Linked DNA regions of Mus musculus: region 1 is linked to region 2. Evidence: chromatin contacts called from public Hi-C data. All regions are on one chromosome and are shown on one strand. The core of a region is the stretch at or near the end of the contact, and the rest is flanking DNA. Distances in the headings are between cores, read along the strand shown. Region 1 has its middle 140 kb from the start of Dusp10. Region 2 has its middle 52 kb from the start of Dusp10.

What was found. Hi-C and Micro-C count contacts between places; a contact is called where the count stands out from the background.
Region 1: a contact with region 2 is called in a Hi-C map of muscle stem cells, with 2.0 times the contacts expected there. The contact joins two enhancer-like sites. A contact is called at or near these places in 1 of 15 datasets of contacts at CTCF or cohesin (the NIH/3T3 cell line), 11 of 484 Hi-C or Micro-C datasets (the AML12 cell line, the C2C12 cell line, the HL-1 cell line and 7 more) and 1 of 115 datasets of contacts at active chromatin or transcription factors (double positive thymocytes).

What each region holds. Positions count from the first base shown.
Region 1 is chr1:184,167,771-184,175,691 of GRCm38.p6, reverse strand. No RefSeq gene overlaps it. Among named protein-coding and RNA genes, the nearest start is that of Dusp10, 140 kb to the right of the region's middle. Within about 2 kb of position 4,626, at least 13 of the 459 cell types and tissues checked have an H3K27ac peak or open chromatin away from gene starts, as enhancers often do. A contact at or near this core is called in muscle stem cells, where this site is marked.
Region 2 is chr1:184,082,262-184,089,545 of GRCm38.p6, reverse strand. No RefSeq gene overlaps it. Among named protein-coding and RNA genes, the nearest start is that of Dusp10, 52 kb to the right of the region's middle. Within about 2 kb of position 4,490, at least 28 of the 459 cell types and tissues checked have an H3K27ac peak or open chromatin away from gene starts, as enhancers often do. A contact at or near this core is called in muscle stem cells, where this site is marked.

The DNA of each region.
Region 1 (7,921 bases), core at 3,377-5,876, 86 kb before region 2:
ACAGTGGTCACTTCAGAAATAGCACACAGTCATGGCTGATGGATGGCACAGCAGAGTTACAGCTAACATGGTAACAAAAGAAAAGAAGAAGAAAAGGAACAGCGATAAAGTTGATCAATTTACCATTTTGTTAAATTTATGGTTAAGTGGACAGGATGCACAGCACATGATGTTATTTTATTTCACATGACTTAAGACACATTTCCAATCATATTATCTGCACTTCCGGATGCCTCCTTTTAAACAGTACAGAGACTGAACCTTTCCTGATGAGAACGGTTGATGAAGGATGTTGAAATAATCTCACAGGAGGAACGAGCTGAAGGGAGTTCAACAGGAGAAACTACTTCAGAGAAACAGGCCTGCTTAAATTATTCAGAAGAATTACATGAAAAGCAGAAAGCATGAGTTCTCCGTGGCACTGGAGGAGGGAAGGGGCATTCGGATGCACACTCCAGGAAAATACTGAGGTGGCTCAAAGACACATTTCATTAACTGCTAGCTGTTGAAAAGAAACTTGTTTAGGGACTATAGAACAGTCTCCGTTACTGTGGTTCTAAGCATGTTATCAACGGGACAACATGATCATTGAGAACATCTAGTAATGTCTTACAGGATCATACCCAGAATTCACAAGAACTAAATGTGCATTAAAGAATACAGGGCTGAAGGAACTTGGAGCAGAGAGAGGGTTGGGGAACCTGGCCTTCTCCTTCCTTCATGCAAAGGAATATTCATGAAGGTTTTATCAAACAAAAACTTTTGATTCTAGCATGCTCTGGAAATGTAAAATTCATTTTCATTATCCTTAATCAGTTAGATTAAGATATACCACAGCAACTAACAAAGTCCCAGATTTCTGTGGCATGATACAGGCCACACTACATATACCTGACTTCAGTAAAGTGTTTTGAGAACCACAGCCAAGAGCAGGACACCAACATCTTCCTCTGGTCCTCTCCTGCACACACACACACACACACACACACACACACACACACACACACACACACAGTACATTGTGCACTTGTGCTAATGAGACTTTCTTCCCTATTTTGAAACTCGTCACAAGCTGACTTAACCATCAGGGATAGGGAGAGGAAGAGACACTGCATTTTTCCATTCACTCATAGGAGAAAAACAATCTGTGAATAAATGTCTGTGTGTGTGTGTGTGTGTGTATCTGTGTGTGTATGTGTCTGTGTGTGTGTCTGTGTGTCTGTGTCTGTGTGTGTGTCTGTGTGTGTCTGTGTGTGTGTCTGTGTGTGTGTGTCTGTGCGTGTGTGTCTGTGTCTGTGTGTCTGTGTGTGTCTGTGTGTCTGTGTCTCTGTGTGTGTGTGTGCTTCCCTGTATGTGAAGCTATCCAAGCATGTAGAGAACAGAGAACAACCTCTGGACTCATTCCCTCAGGCACCATCCACCTCCATTTTGAGATCAGGTCTCACTGATGGGAAGCTCGACAAGCAGGCTAGAAGAAGGTGACCAGTGGGAAAGGGTCTATCCACTCCTACAGGTTACAAGCAGGCCACCCCATGCCTCCCCATCCTCGGGGACTTTTATGTGGCAACGTTGTGAGGATGAAACACAGGTCCTCATGCTGTGTGGCAAGTACTTCACCAACAAAGAAAAAAAAGGTTTTAATGAGAAATAACGAATTCTGATTCAATTAAAAATACATTCAAACTTTCACAGAACAAAACATCTCAGGAAAAGCGGCACCACTTCCTCTGCTGGGGCTGACTGTCCCTGCTGTGAGCGTTCTCTGTAGCCCCAAGCGGCAACTTCTCCTTTCTATGCTTCAGTTTATATAAAACAAGAGCAATCTTTCTGTAGTTCAAGCTTATTTTGATTCAATGCCATGATACAAATGCAATTTCCTATAACATTCCAAAAATCACAAAAATGCAATGGATAACCAATGTTCTCATCCTCAAACCAGTTCCCCTGCGTGTTAGATACATGTTTTTCTGTAATTGTTTTAACGTCTTTTTGTACAGTTGAGTATCCTTTGAGCTATCTCCCGTGTTTTCTAAAGAAGTTATTAAAAGTAGCTGTCCTCTTCCGTGCCACAGAGGCAGACAGAGGCATGAGACCCACAGAGAGTATTCTGAGGACGCCCAGAGCTGTTACTTGTTTCAGAAATAGTCCCAGCTCCTGACCTACACCATGGCATTTGTCTCTTCCCCTCCCCCAACCTTTATTTGGCTCTTGCTTCCATTCCAATCACTCTACAAATGTATTGGCAAGAACAGAGAGCAGGGTACTTGTGATCTATATGCGTAGACCTCTTGACAGTCTATTAGTAAAAAATAGCTCTAGTTCACTGTTGTGTCCCCATGAGGGGGGCACATGAGCGAGATTGGGCACACGATCCAGCAGGTTTGATCCACAGGCATCCCAGATGTTCCCAGCACCTGTGTGCTGTGTGCAGATGGTTGTGTAGTGAATGTGGCACCCAGAAATGTGCACCCAGGTCCACTGGCATTCAGCAAGGGGGATTCCCCTCTGCAGGAACTGACTGTGACTTGGAAGGTAGAGTGGAAAGTCTGGAGGCACAGGTCAGAGACAGTATGAAGTAGAGATAGCTCCCAGGGCTCTGCCTGCCAGCTCTGCCTCCCTGTGGGAAGGGCATGTGTGACACAGAGGCCACCAGAGTGTGAGAAGGGTCCTGCTGAGGTGAGAAGAGAGTGCATGTGCCTACATTCAACATATGAAGTCAACATTGGCCAACATAACCAGAAAAATCTACTAAAGACCCCACAGAAGTATCCAAGGCAGAATTTGTAGTGACTTCTGTTAAGAGACTTATACATCCAATTTGTGGAGGGAGGGTGAAGCATAAAATTATATAACTAAGAAAAAAACTACAAGACAATGTAAGTAACAAATTGAAATGCAGAATTACAATGAAGTAGAGTTCAAAAGTGGATCTGAATTATTGAGCAAGTTTTCATGGATAATTTACACTGTGGCCTAAAATTTGTCGCTCTTACGTGATTCCGGTGTCTTCTACTCCTATACAAATAGTTCATGTTTAATTGTTATGATCCCTTGTCCTTTAGGCAAACCAGTCTTACAAAAAGTATCCTGTGCTCTGATAATCCCTGCCATCATCCCAGTTTCATCAGGCTACTGAAGGAGGATCCCTTGAGCCTGTATTCCAGGCAAGCCTGGGTACCATGACAACATCCTACCTTTAAGAAGAAAATAATCAAATTCCCAGCTGCAGAGTTTTGTCAAAGGCACAGATATTCGAGATTAGTCCCTACAGCCCACTTCCATATGCCAAGAGTGGTGGTGCACATACACTTGTAATCATGGAGCTGGGGAGGTGGAGACAGTAGACTCCTCGGGCCTGCTGCCCAGCCAGCCTTGCCTAATTGATGAGAGATTTCATGTAAAAACAAAAAACAAAAAACAAAAAAAGCAAAAAAAACCAAAATAAGATAGGCAGCTATCTGAGTAATAACGCCCAAGGTTATCCTCTGTTCTCTGAATGAACGTGCTTACACATGCACCTGAACACACACACACAAACACACATTCCAAGATGCAGAAATAGATGAACACCACCCCCTCCCCCAAAACAAGCAGACCCTTTTGTAGAAAAATAACTAGCCTAAAGACTAAAGCAGAAGTCTCTTGGGCAGAAGTCTCTTGGAATGATTAAGGTGACACTATTTTGATATTGACATTCTATCGTCTGTAATTCCAAATGATAGCCAGGCATCAGACTGCCTGATCCTCTTGGGTCTTTAGCAAAAAAAAAAAAAAAAAAAAAAAAAAGCCGTCTTAGCAGTGTGCCAGTTCCAAACTGGGTTATCAAAGCGGGGAAATGATTTGGAATGTGTCCAAGGGATAGCACCACTTATAGGCTCCCACTGTGTAAGGCCTGCCCCCGCACACTAGGACAGAGCACAGTAGAACTTTCTCAAGCTGCCACCATCCTTGGGGACAGGACAGTCCCAGCTCCATCGACTGCTCCCTGCTCCTGGATTCTCTGATTACATCAATGTGAGCGACTCATTCCAGCCTGGGTAGGAAATGAAAAAAAAAAATTCGTTTAATGACTCTGGTTTTGAAATTCATTCTGATAAATCAACTCCTGCAGAAGAGTGTTCCTCTTTCATCATGAAAATGGAACCCAGGAAGGGGACAATGTTTTATTTTCTCAAGGACAGACTGAAATCCTAATGTTTCTAGGAGTTTCCCAAATAATCACAAGGTCACACGTAACAAAGGCTGACAGGAGACACTCGCCTGGGACTACTGAAAAAGACAGCTCTCCTCCAGCCAGATGGGTCTGTCCCCTCTCCTTCCCCCCTTTGGAAAAAAAAACTCCATATTAACACTCTTTGAGATAGTGCAAATTTATTATTCTGACCAAAACTAACTGATTCTTCAAGGAGCTTAACACAGCTGTCAGTGTGGGCATGGGAGTTACTGTGTTGAAATTCTGTTGCTGACAGTGAGTGTTCACAAGGTGAGCATCTATTATAAGCTGGGCTTGGGACCCTTCCTTTTCTCAGACCTATTTTTAGTGGACTCATGTGATACATGGCCCTTGCACCTGTCAGCAGCAGGCTCAGCCAGCAGCTACCACCGGCCTGCCTGTGCTGTTACTGTACTTGTGGGCACATGAGGTCACCTGGGTTGGGGCTAGGGCTATATGAAGATCACTGTGACCCGTGGCCTTCAGACAAGGACACCCATGCTGCATGCTCTTGCCCAGCAGCTCAGACTCAAACTCTGACTTCTCGTGGCAGTACTTACAACTGCTTTCCAGGAAGGAAAAAGGTTTTCCAGTTTGTTATTTAAAATAAAAGTTGACAACCATGCAATGAATGCATAACCATACACGCATTTATGTGCAGTACACATGGAAGATTTAAAATGATGTGCAAACCTGACAGGTACAGGCTAGACAGAGGAGGAGCAGAGAAGGCTAGAGAGATTCCTGGAACCTTCACCCCTCAAACTTAGGTGTTGCTTAATTTTTTTTTTTTTTTGGTTTTGTTTTGTTTCATTTTGGTTTGGTTTGGTTTGGTTTGGTTTTTAGAGACAGGGTTTCTCTGTGTAGCCCTGGCTGTCCTGGAACTCACTTTGTAGACCAGGCTAGCCTCGAACTTAGAAATCCACCTGCCTCTGCCTACCGAGTGCTGGGATTAAAGGTGTGCACCACAACGCCTGGCTGCTGAAAGTTTAACAACTAGAATGCCTCCATTGTCACTGTGAAAGTTTTTTTTAAGCTGCTGCTGCCAAATCTGATTTATATTATTGTTTTAAGGTTAGAAAAAAAAGGTGAGAAAGAGGAGGACTGGAGAAAGAGAAGGACAGCAAGTGACAGGAGAAGGAAGGAAGACAGAAGGGAGGAAGAGAGGAAAGCAGGGAGACAGGGGTCAGGGAGGGAGGGAGGGAAGGAAGATGAACAAAGAGAGAAGAGCCGAGGTGGTGAGAAGAGAAGGCTTGCATGTTCAAGAGTCAAGTTCATACTCTCAGTGCATACATCATTAGAAACATATATAATAAACAATGTCAACAAACAAACTTATAGCACTTTGTAAAATGGCATTGCACAAATACTATAGTATGTAGAAGACTGCAAAGCAACTTGGCCTTACCAGCAAATCAACTCTTCACCCAACCAGTTAAGGTTCAGCCCTCCTTTGTGCCTTTTCCTTTGCTCACATTCTTTCCTCTTTTATAGGAAGCAAGGCATAGCAGAAGAAAGAGGGTGAGAGCACCCCACACATACATGTACACACAGACACACACACAGACACACACACACACACACACAGAGACATACAGACACACAGACACACAAGGACCATTGATACTTACATCTCTGAGTCTAGCACTTCTCTTGAAAGCATTATTAGGGAAAGGAGGAGATTGTAATCTGGGTACCAGCTGGTTTTTGAGATCCCTTCGCACATGGATTGTGTACAAGTCAATCTGAAAGCTGCAAGAGGTACACAGGGAAAACAGTCAGAACAGCAGCTATTATTTACTGAGAGTTAATGTGCTTCTAATGTGCTGAAAGAGCAGCCTGCATTTCCCTCTCACATCATCCCCACAGAGCAGCGAGAATGATTTTTTTTTCCATGTCATTTGTTTTAGGGAGCTTGGAATAGACCCAGAGCCTTATGCATACTAAGCCCACGTTTTACCATTGTTCACTCTCGGCTACTGCAAAGCATAGAGACATGAGGGAGCTTCCTCAAGCTTGTGAAACATAGTCTGAGCCAGGGCCAGAATTTTATTAGCCTTGACCACATAGTCCAAGCTCTTAGCTGTGAACACGTGGGCCCAAAGGGGAACCTCGGTTATCCTGTGCAATTTACCCACATGGAGAAGTTGTGTTAGTCTACTTCAGAAATCACCCAGGTACTCTGTGAGGTTTGCAGAAGGGTGGTACCAACAGATATTAGACCACTTTCCCAAGGATGATGAACAGACAGCTGCCCATCACCTGTCTTGATCCCATCCCAGAGACAGCTGTGCTAGATGGTCCAGCATGGGATAAATCTATCCATCTTGCTGAGAGTGAGAGTTGTCTCAGCCGTCCAGAGTTGTCACTAGGGAAGTTCATTTAAGGTTCTAGGAACAAAAGCTCTAAATAAGGACTTGCTATGTGCCAGGAAGGGGCTCATAATCTTCACATTATCTCCTGCATGCCCGCCCCTCCGGATCTATATGGCTGAGTCATCTCAATCAGAATTGATGACCCATGGGATATTCTGTCTTAGAAATGTTTCTGTTGGTGGTAGCCTCTGTACATTTCTCCTGTTGTTGTGGTTTTTTTTTTTTTTTCCTATATTGCTCACGGTGTTTGTGCAGCTGCCTAAGAACTAGATATGCAATCAGGGTGGTGCAATTAGATGCATTTCTTATCATGGAAGGAAGAAAATGCCAACTCAAATTTGATGCAATTTTCAAATGCTCCATGATACAAAATGATAAGTTCACTTAATTGATGTGATCTTAATTGGAGTCACAGGGGAAACTAAAAGGCACACTGAGTTCGGTTGTTTGTGTTTTTAATAGCACTGTTTGCTGAGATTGGACCATTATCTCCCTCTGATTCCCCAAATGATGGAGAGTTTATATTTCTGGAGTTTAATGAGAAGGGAATGCCATGGTACAGCACTTTTTCCTAACTTTTTTCTGTTGTGCTTTTGTTCTTAGAATATTTGGATTTTTATGGGCTGTATACTAAAGCTGAGCCACCATGGAAAGTCCTTAAGACAACTCTGTTCATATCCCAGTGATTAGAAACACAGAGATTCATGTTAATTACTATCAACTGGTGACATTTGCTCTTTTGCTAAAACTGTATTCAAGCAATCAATATTTGAGGCCAAACCATCTCCTTGAAATTGTTATTTATAATCATAGAAGGACCAGTGAACAACACTGAATTCCTGCTCCAATCTCGCCCTAGTCAGAAATAGGAACAAGAAAAACAACATGTAAGATCCTGGGATAGAAATATACTGTCGGTGGGGCAGGGACCAGATCAGAAGGCATATTTGAACCAGGAGTGGTCAACAAATTTAGAGAATGAGGCTGAATTTTACCAGGATGAATGTGAGTGTCTACAGTAGCCCAGGATGACAGAGACATAGTTTTGCCTTGAGCACGTCTTCTCAAGTTCCTCCAACTGAACTTTTACATATCGCCTCCATTTTTCATAGCTAAAATTTTTTAAAATTGTACATTTCAAAAAGGTTTTTTTTAAAGGAATAATTAGACCCATGTTTGATGGTATGTCCCTGTAATCCCAACACTTGGGAGGCTGAGGTAGGGAGATTGTTGTAATATTAAGGCCAGTTTAGGCTAGATAGTAAGCCTGAGACTGACCCGGATTATAGAATAAGACTATGTTTCAAAAATAAAAGAAGGGGAGAAGAGAAAG
Region 2 (7,284 bases), core at 3,241-5,740:
CCTATCCTCCATATGTGCCCTTTGTATCCTTGGATGAGGATTGTGGCCAGATACTGTCCATATTTAGATTGTACTTTAAAAAATAAAGTACCAGGTCCTCCCTCTCCCCTGACCAGCTTATAAGATTCAGTTGCCTTTATGGTTAATGTTGTTCTAGAGGGTGGTCCTCCACTTATCACAGGTCAGTGACTGATGCTTGAGATGGGGACATGGCTCAGTGTGTTCCCAGAGCCATATACCTGGTCCCCCTGAGGACCCAAGCTCCTAGGCATGCTACTTCCCTTGGTTTTGCCAGACCTCTGTTCAGTGATAGGAGCCATTCGTGTCAGGAGTGGATTATTGGTGCAAAATGGCTCCCACTGAAAAAGGAAAGGAAGTCACTCATTTTCTGGGTACTTGGGGGACCTGCTGGTCATGACGGTCACTCTGAGGGCTAGGATAAGTGTTGGAGCTCAGACCTCTGAGGCCCATCTGGTGAGCCGGCTCAGTTATTTCATTTCAGAGTGGTCATGTGGGCTGTATTATTCAAATTCTTTATATTTTACGAAATCACGAGGGTAGGCAACCACAGTCATCCAGGTGACAAGCTCTCAGCTGCAAAGTGCCTAGAGGTAGCAGACACTGGTGACACCATTTGAAGGGCAATTTCACTGACTGTTAACCTCAAGTGGAATAGTACTTAAAACTTTCCTGTGCCTCCCCACCCCCACGCTAATAAGGGAGGCAGAGGCAAACCTAACATAAGTAATGGAAGGATTGCATGGTTAACATTGTGATGCACACAACAAAAGAAGTGCATAGGAAGCAGTGATTCTTTTTTTGTTGTTGTTTTTTGGGGGTTTTGTTTGTTTGTTAAAGATTTATTTATTTATTATATGTAAGTACACTGTAACTGTCTTCAGACACTCCAGAAGAGGTCATCAGATTTCGTTATGGATGGTTGTGAGCCACCATGTGGTTGCTGGGATTTGAACTCCAGACCTTCGGAAGAGCAGTCGGTGCTCTTAACCACTGAGCCATCTCGCCAGCCCGTGGAAGCAGTGATTCTTGTTAAACCACTTTTCAAAAAAAAAAGTACCAATTAGTAGCATCTTCCAATTTCCACAGTGTAAATATTTTGAGTATAACTAGTAGTTATCAGCAGTTGCTAGCTCAAGAAATTCTAGAATATTTGGCAATCAGCTCTCTTTAGTCACTTTGAGCCAACTTCAGCACGTCACTGGGTCAGATAAAACAGATACAGATTTATGGCTTCTGGAGTATCAGTGGTGTGGAGAATCTGAACTGAGCTTGCTGGATAAAGCTCTATTGTTGTCAAGGGAAGGATCAAATATAGGATTCTTTCCAGGCAAGAGACTAGCCTGTTGCAGGCTATTTGATCATAAGGTGAACTCTAGATTGTGTTATTTACTGAAAATACCCATTTCTCATTGTGGTGTGTCTCATTCCTTCGCCCTGTAATTCCCCATGGCTGGAATACAGACATACCCTTAGTACACACCTTTAATCCCAAACAATGAAGGTAAAGTTAGTTTGTAGAAAGAAGCATCAATGTTTGAAAGTAATGTCTAATTGGGTGGCAGACAAAGTGGTGAATCAGAGAAAGATTTGACAGAATGGACTATGCCTAACTCACGAGATCAGAGAGGAAAGAGAGGCTGCTTAGGAGAGCAGTGCAGAGAGAGGAGGCAATTTTTATTGGGACAGTGGTACAGAGACAAATTGAAGAGAGATAATATGCTAGATGTAGATGAAGACAGAACAAGTCAGAGAATGAGAAGGAACCAGAAGATTAAAATATATTGCCAAAATTAATTTGAGGCCAAGCAGAGCAACCCAGGAGAAACCCAGAGAAGTGAGATTGAATCAGTCATGTTGCAGAGGAGTTTTCAACCAGAACAGCTGAGTTGAACCCACCAGACAGAGATCAGAAAGAACTAGGAAGAGGTGAGCTTATTTAGCAGTAAGTCTCAGAGATTGAAAACATTCTATGCCTAATAAGACTGTATGAAGGTGAGAAGCTTCCAGGACTAGGCCTAGGTTAGGCGAAGGTATTAAGCCTTGGAGATGACAATTACTTCAGGTGAATAAAAGCTGCTATTACACTAGCCTGAGCAAAGACTTGGGGGAAAGAAAAGGCATGGTGGATGATGTGGAGGGAGATGAGTTTGGTGAGGCTCTGTGTGCCTCTAGACCAAGGATGCACCACTCACTGCTGTTATCATCATTTGAGGCATGGGGAACCTGAGCAACAGAAGAGTAGAGAAAATCAGCAACTTGTACCCAAGCGCCCTACTGCAAAGTAGAGGCAACAGATCTGAACCCAGGTCTTTCCCCAAAGTTGGCTGTATATACTTTCTGCTACTCTTGTTGAAACTGGAAGAGAAGGAAAACACCAAACATGCCAGGGATAAATGAGATTTGGGCTATGTTTTCAGGAATAGCACCAAATTCCTCTCTCAAAGCATCTCTCTGGGCAAGCATTTCCTTACCCATTTGGTTCAGAGGACATTGGGAAATTTGATGAGAGGTGAAGATACCATTACTGTGATGTGTTGCAGTAAATCCCCAACCCAAATAAGCCCGGGCAGTGAAAACACAACACAGTTCATATGATTACATGCTGTGCGCCTAGATTGGACAGATCTACCGCTACACTACCATCTTCCACCTCTATGAGACCCCTTAGAACCTGCGGTTTCTCCAGGCCAGGTGCTTCTGCTCTGCTTTCCTTCCACCTCCTCCTCTGTCCTCCATCATCCTCTCTCCCCTTCTATTTCTCTCCCAGAAACTTCAGCTGCATCTTCCCCTCTTTTTTTGCCCAATCACTGGCTCTAGCCTTTATTTACAAATTAAGGTGGGAAGAAGGTTTACAGGAATCAAATGCAATTAGCCCCAGGGCTATCCACAACAGTGATGAACACGCTAAAACACATGTGCAGAATTGCTCATGGGTTTGGGGGCTCAATGCAACCCTGAAGCTGTATTGTAATCTCTGTGATTCAAAACCTTCAGGGGAAGGGCCCCTGTGTTTATAGCTTCCCATGCTGCTGGTCTTCCCCTTACTTGGCCATGGACATCCTGTCTCTGGATCGGAGGGGATGAGCCTCACTCCCTAACTGCCATCTTACTAGATGTCATAACAGGAGATTTTGTCTTTTATTGGAGTCCCAGAACCATGTCATTTAAAATACATCTTAAAAGGGTGTTGGACTAGAATGAGGAGCTGGTGATTTCCATTAGCCTGATCCCTGATGACTTTGTCCCCTGTGTCCCTAGCCATTATGTGAAACTCCATTAACACCTATTTTTAGTGCTCCCTTGAAGACCCATGCCCTTGGACATCCTTTGTCAAAAATACGTCATTAAAATATTCCTGAGTCTTTTAGCACTTCCATTTCCAATAAATTTACCTCACATGTACTAAATTATACTCACGAGTAAATTTCTAATGTACAATTTTTATGAATAAAATTCTAATGTAGTTGCTCTTTTTTCGTCACAAATCCTTCTGAATTTAAAGGAGGTATTTATAAAAGTGTTATAAACTTGTTTTTTTTTAATAAAAAGCCATTAAAATACAGAGCTTACGATCCCAACTTAATTATTTTGCTTCAGTTCTAATACTTTCCTTCATCTTACTTCCAACCCTCCCTTGCAGAACAGGAAAGGACAGAAACAACTTAAAGACAAAGTTCTGTCTGCTCCCATAGCCTCAGAAAACTTACAATAGCTATTTCATTCAATCACACATAAATACATTGGCCCATGAAAGCTGACAGAGCTCCACTGAGCTAACAGTTAAATATTCCAGAATTTTGTAAGCTGACAACTGTTTTAGATGAGGTTCACTAATGGGGGAAAGATGCTCTCTTTTTACTGGATAGTAATAAAATGATGAGCAATATGACCATCAAGGAGCTGATGAGGCAGAGCACATCCTTTGGAATTATGTACTCTAACACACTGTTTGGTACTCTGTGGGGGCCCTCTCAAGAGTGTGATCAGCCTGGCTATACATTGGGCTACAACAATATAAAAATGAAGTAAGTGTTGTTGAGCGGATAAATGCTGAAGCATTGGGAAAAATCACTCCCATGAGAACTTGAAGCAGTCACCTCCAGACTAAGAAAAACAATGTGTTGCTGAAGATTTTCATATATATATGAAATATATATATATGTATATATATATATGTATATATATATATATATATACATATATATATTAAACTTTGGTTCACTTATGGATGAAGCCTCATGTTCTTTTCTTTGAGCCTTTGTCTTGGTCTCTTTGTTGATGACCAGTCACTTGAACTTCTGCCCAGTGGCCCGCCCATGAGTCAGAAGTATCTATGAGGTTGGATGAGTGTCTCATTGAGTTTCAACTTGGAGGAGTGACATTTGTCCGACTCCTAGTTCTGTATTAGTCACTTGCTACATACTTTGCTCATATGAGCTCATTAGCTCACTTCATCCTCTAAAAATGTGATGTAGGCAAATAAGACTCAGAGAAGAGCGAGATGACTTAGTAAATGATACATGGCATTCATGACTTGAGTTTCTATTATTCAAGAGAAACTCATAAGAAAAAAGTGTGGTATTTAATCTTCCAGCATGCTTCAGAGGGCACTTACCCAGAGGCAAAGCCCTGCCTATCGCAGGATGAACGTGATAATGAAGAAAAGATCATTGACTGGGGTTTTCATGCTTCTCTTTAAACTTCACATTCATCCACACTTGAGTCATGAGGAAATAATTATAATTTAATCATTTCTTAAAGTAATCATCAATCTGATATGCATGCCTGTGGAGTGCTCAGCAGCCTGATGAGCAAGACTTCGGTCTGAGTTTAGTACCAAACCTAGAGTGTTTTTTTCTGATGAATTCTTTTTCAGCCCATTTCCCCATTTACCCTCTTTCAATATTGCCAAACAGACATCTAAGTTACCGAAAGCACACCGGCCAGACGAAGGGAATGGGTGTGGGATGAGTGAGAAACTGAAGAATCTGAGGCCTAGGGTGGGAACGTAGGAAGGCAACACTAGAGACTAGAGACTCTTCAGAAGCCCACTGGGTTTTCAGCAAGTTTAACTCTTTCAATAAAAAAGAAAAGTGAGAGGGTGAAAAAGACAGGACATGAAAGAATAAAGGGTTCAGAGTCCAGCTGGTAAGAAATCATGTCTTTGAGTTCAAGAAGAAAGGAAAGAAGCAGACAAGATCTGTTTCCTACACAACCCATCCTTATCCTCCCACAAGTCCTCTCCTTATCCTTTTCAATGGGACTGGGAAAGTGGTCAGAAGTGAAGGGCTCAGAGGAACTCTACTTGCTGTAAGGCCTATAGCCCAGACACTCATGTTCAGTTCATTTTTGTATCACTTATGATTCCTAGGACGAAGTGTGGGTGGTTCTGATTCCCTGAGGACTTCCTCTGGCCTCTGTGGCTTCCCTCTAAGAAGACTGGAAGTACTGGGACTGGCATCCATCATCTGTCTACTTAAGGAACCTTGATGAACAAATGCAACAGCTCCCACCCTCACTAGGATAATTCTTTCACTTTCTACATTGGAAACAAGATCTTACTTTCCAATTTGTTTATCCATCCCTTTCCCTCCATCTTGGCCTCAGTTCTACTCTCCCTTGCCAGTTTTATTGGATCATTTCATCAGCTGCTTCTTTTAAAACCCCTACCTTGAGATCTGCTTCAGAAAAACAAAAACAAAAAACAAAACAAGACAAAGAGAAATTAAAGCTTAATTCAACTGTCACACAATGGGTTAATAAAAAAAAATTGAGACACCCTCCCCCCCGCCAGAAGACACATCTGACAGTTATCTCCCAGTGACGGCAAGGGATCAATCCAAAAGCCAATGGCAGACCTATATTTTGGTTCCCAAATCCTTAGGCATCACATGATATGTAGAGACAGGACAGATCCACATAATGTTCCTTATTTGTTTGTCTGTCTGTCTGTCTGTCTTTGGGTGCATTCATGTTTCTCGTTGAAATATAGCAAGCTAAAGGTCACAACGATGCCCAGGGATTTGGGCACGAATTATGGAGTATCGCATGCCTCTTAGATCAGTAACTTTAAAAATGTAGTATACTGTCCAAATACAATTTGGATGAGACAAGACTGTGAGTCGTGTGGCCTTGAGAGCTGGCATACCATCAGAAGCAGGAGGGCGGCAGTCATCAGCTGATGCGACCTTCCCCTTGTGATCTTTATCCTTATCCTCAGGGCTTGGTTTGGGAGGAGAAAAAAAAAAAAACAGTTCAACTTTAGCTTTGAATTACAACACTATTTGAAGCAATATTTGGAGGAAGCTGATGTCATTGCCTGACTTACTGTCATTCCAACAGCCCTGCCTCCTGTAAACTATTTTTCACATACTGATTTGGTTGTGCAAAGGGGGCTACAGTGTGATAAGAATGTTTGCAGATCCTTGGCTATTCTTGCTATTAAGAGGTAGAATCCAATTGCTTTCTCCTTGAATTTGAACTTGAGCTTGTAAATTATTTAGTAACAGGATTTTGCAGAAGTGATCTGAGACATCCGTGTTTATACGATTTTAGAAGCTTTGCAACTTTCATCTCAGTCACTTGGAAAGCAGCTACCATGAGAAAGCCCAAGCATCCTCGAGGAGAGGATCCAAGGTATTTAGTGGACAACCCTGGCTGAATTCCCAGTCAGTTAGAAAAGCACTTGCAAGGCCTTGGAAACACATTCTCCAGCCCCAACAAGCTGCCTCACTTCTGGTTCTGAGTTTATAGTTCAAGTGACCTGTCTGTTGAACACACTTGAAACAAATTCATTAACAAACCCAACAATTTGAATTCTTTTATGCCACTAGGTTTTGATATAGTTTGTTATGAAGCTACAAGTTACTAAGGTAGCAAACACAAGAGCAATGCTGATCTCTTAAAGAATGGAACAGATTAGTGACAGCGACAGGAACTGAGACAAAACGCAAAGATGGCATTCCTTACATGTTCCTCCTTTATTGCAATAATTTGTCCTACACAAAAAAAGAGATGAATTTAAGGAACAGTAGGTTTTAAAGATGTCTTTCAGTTGTTGGTTTCTGTTACAGATGTTATACCAGACATGGTTTGATTAATGGAGCCACTCAACATGGCTCTGGTAACCCATAAGTACCTATTGGTAAAGCAAATGTTTAGCTCTCTATGGCTGTTGTATACCTGTTTAAAAAGACCAGGAACTAGCTATTTATAGAGCATGGACGAAATCCAGATGGCTGTATTTACAGTATATAGTTACTC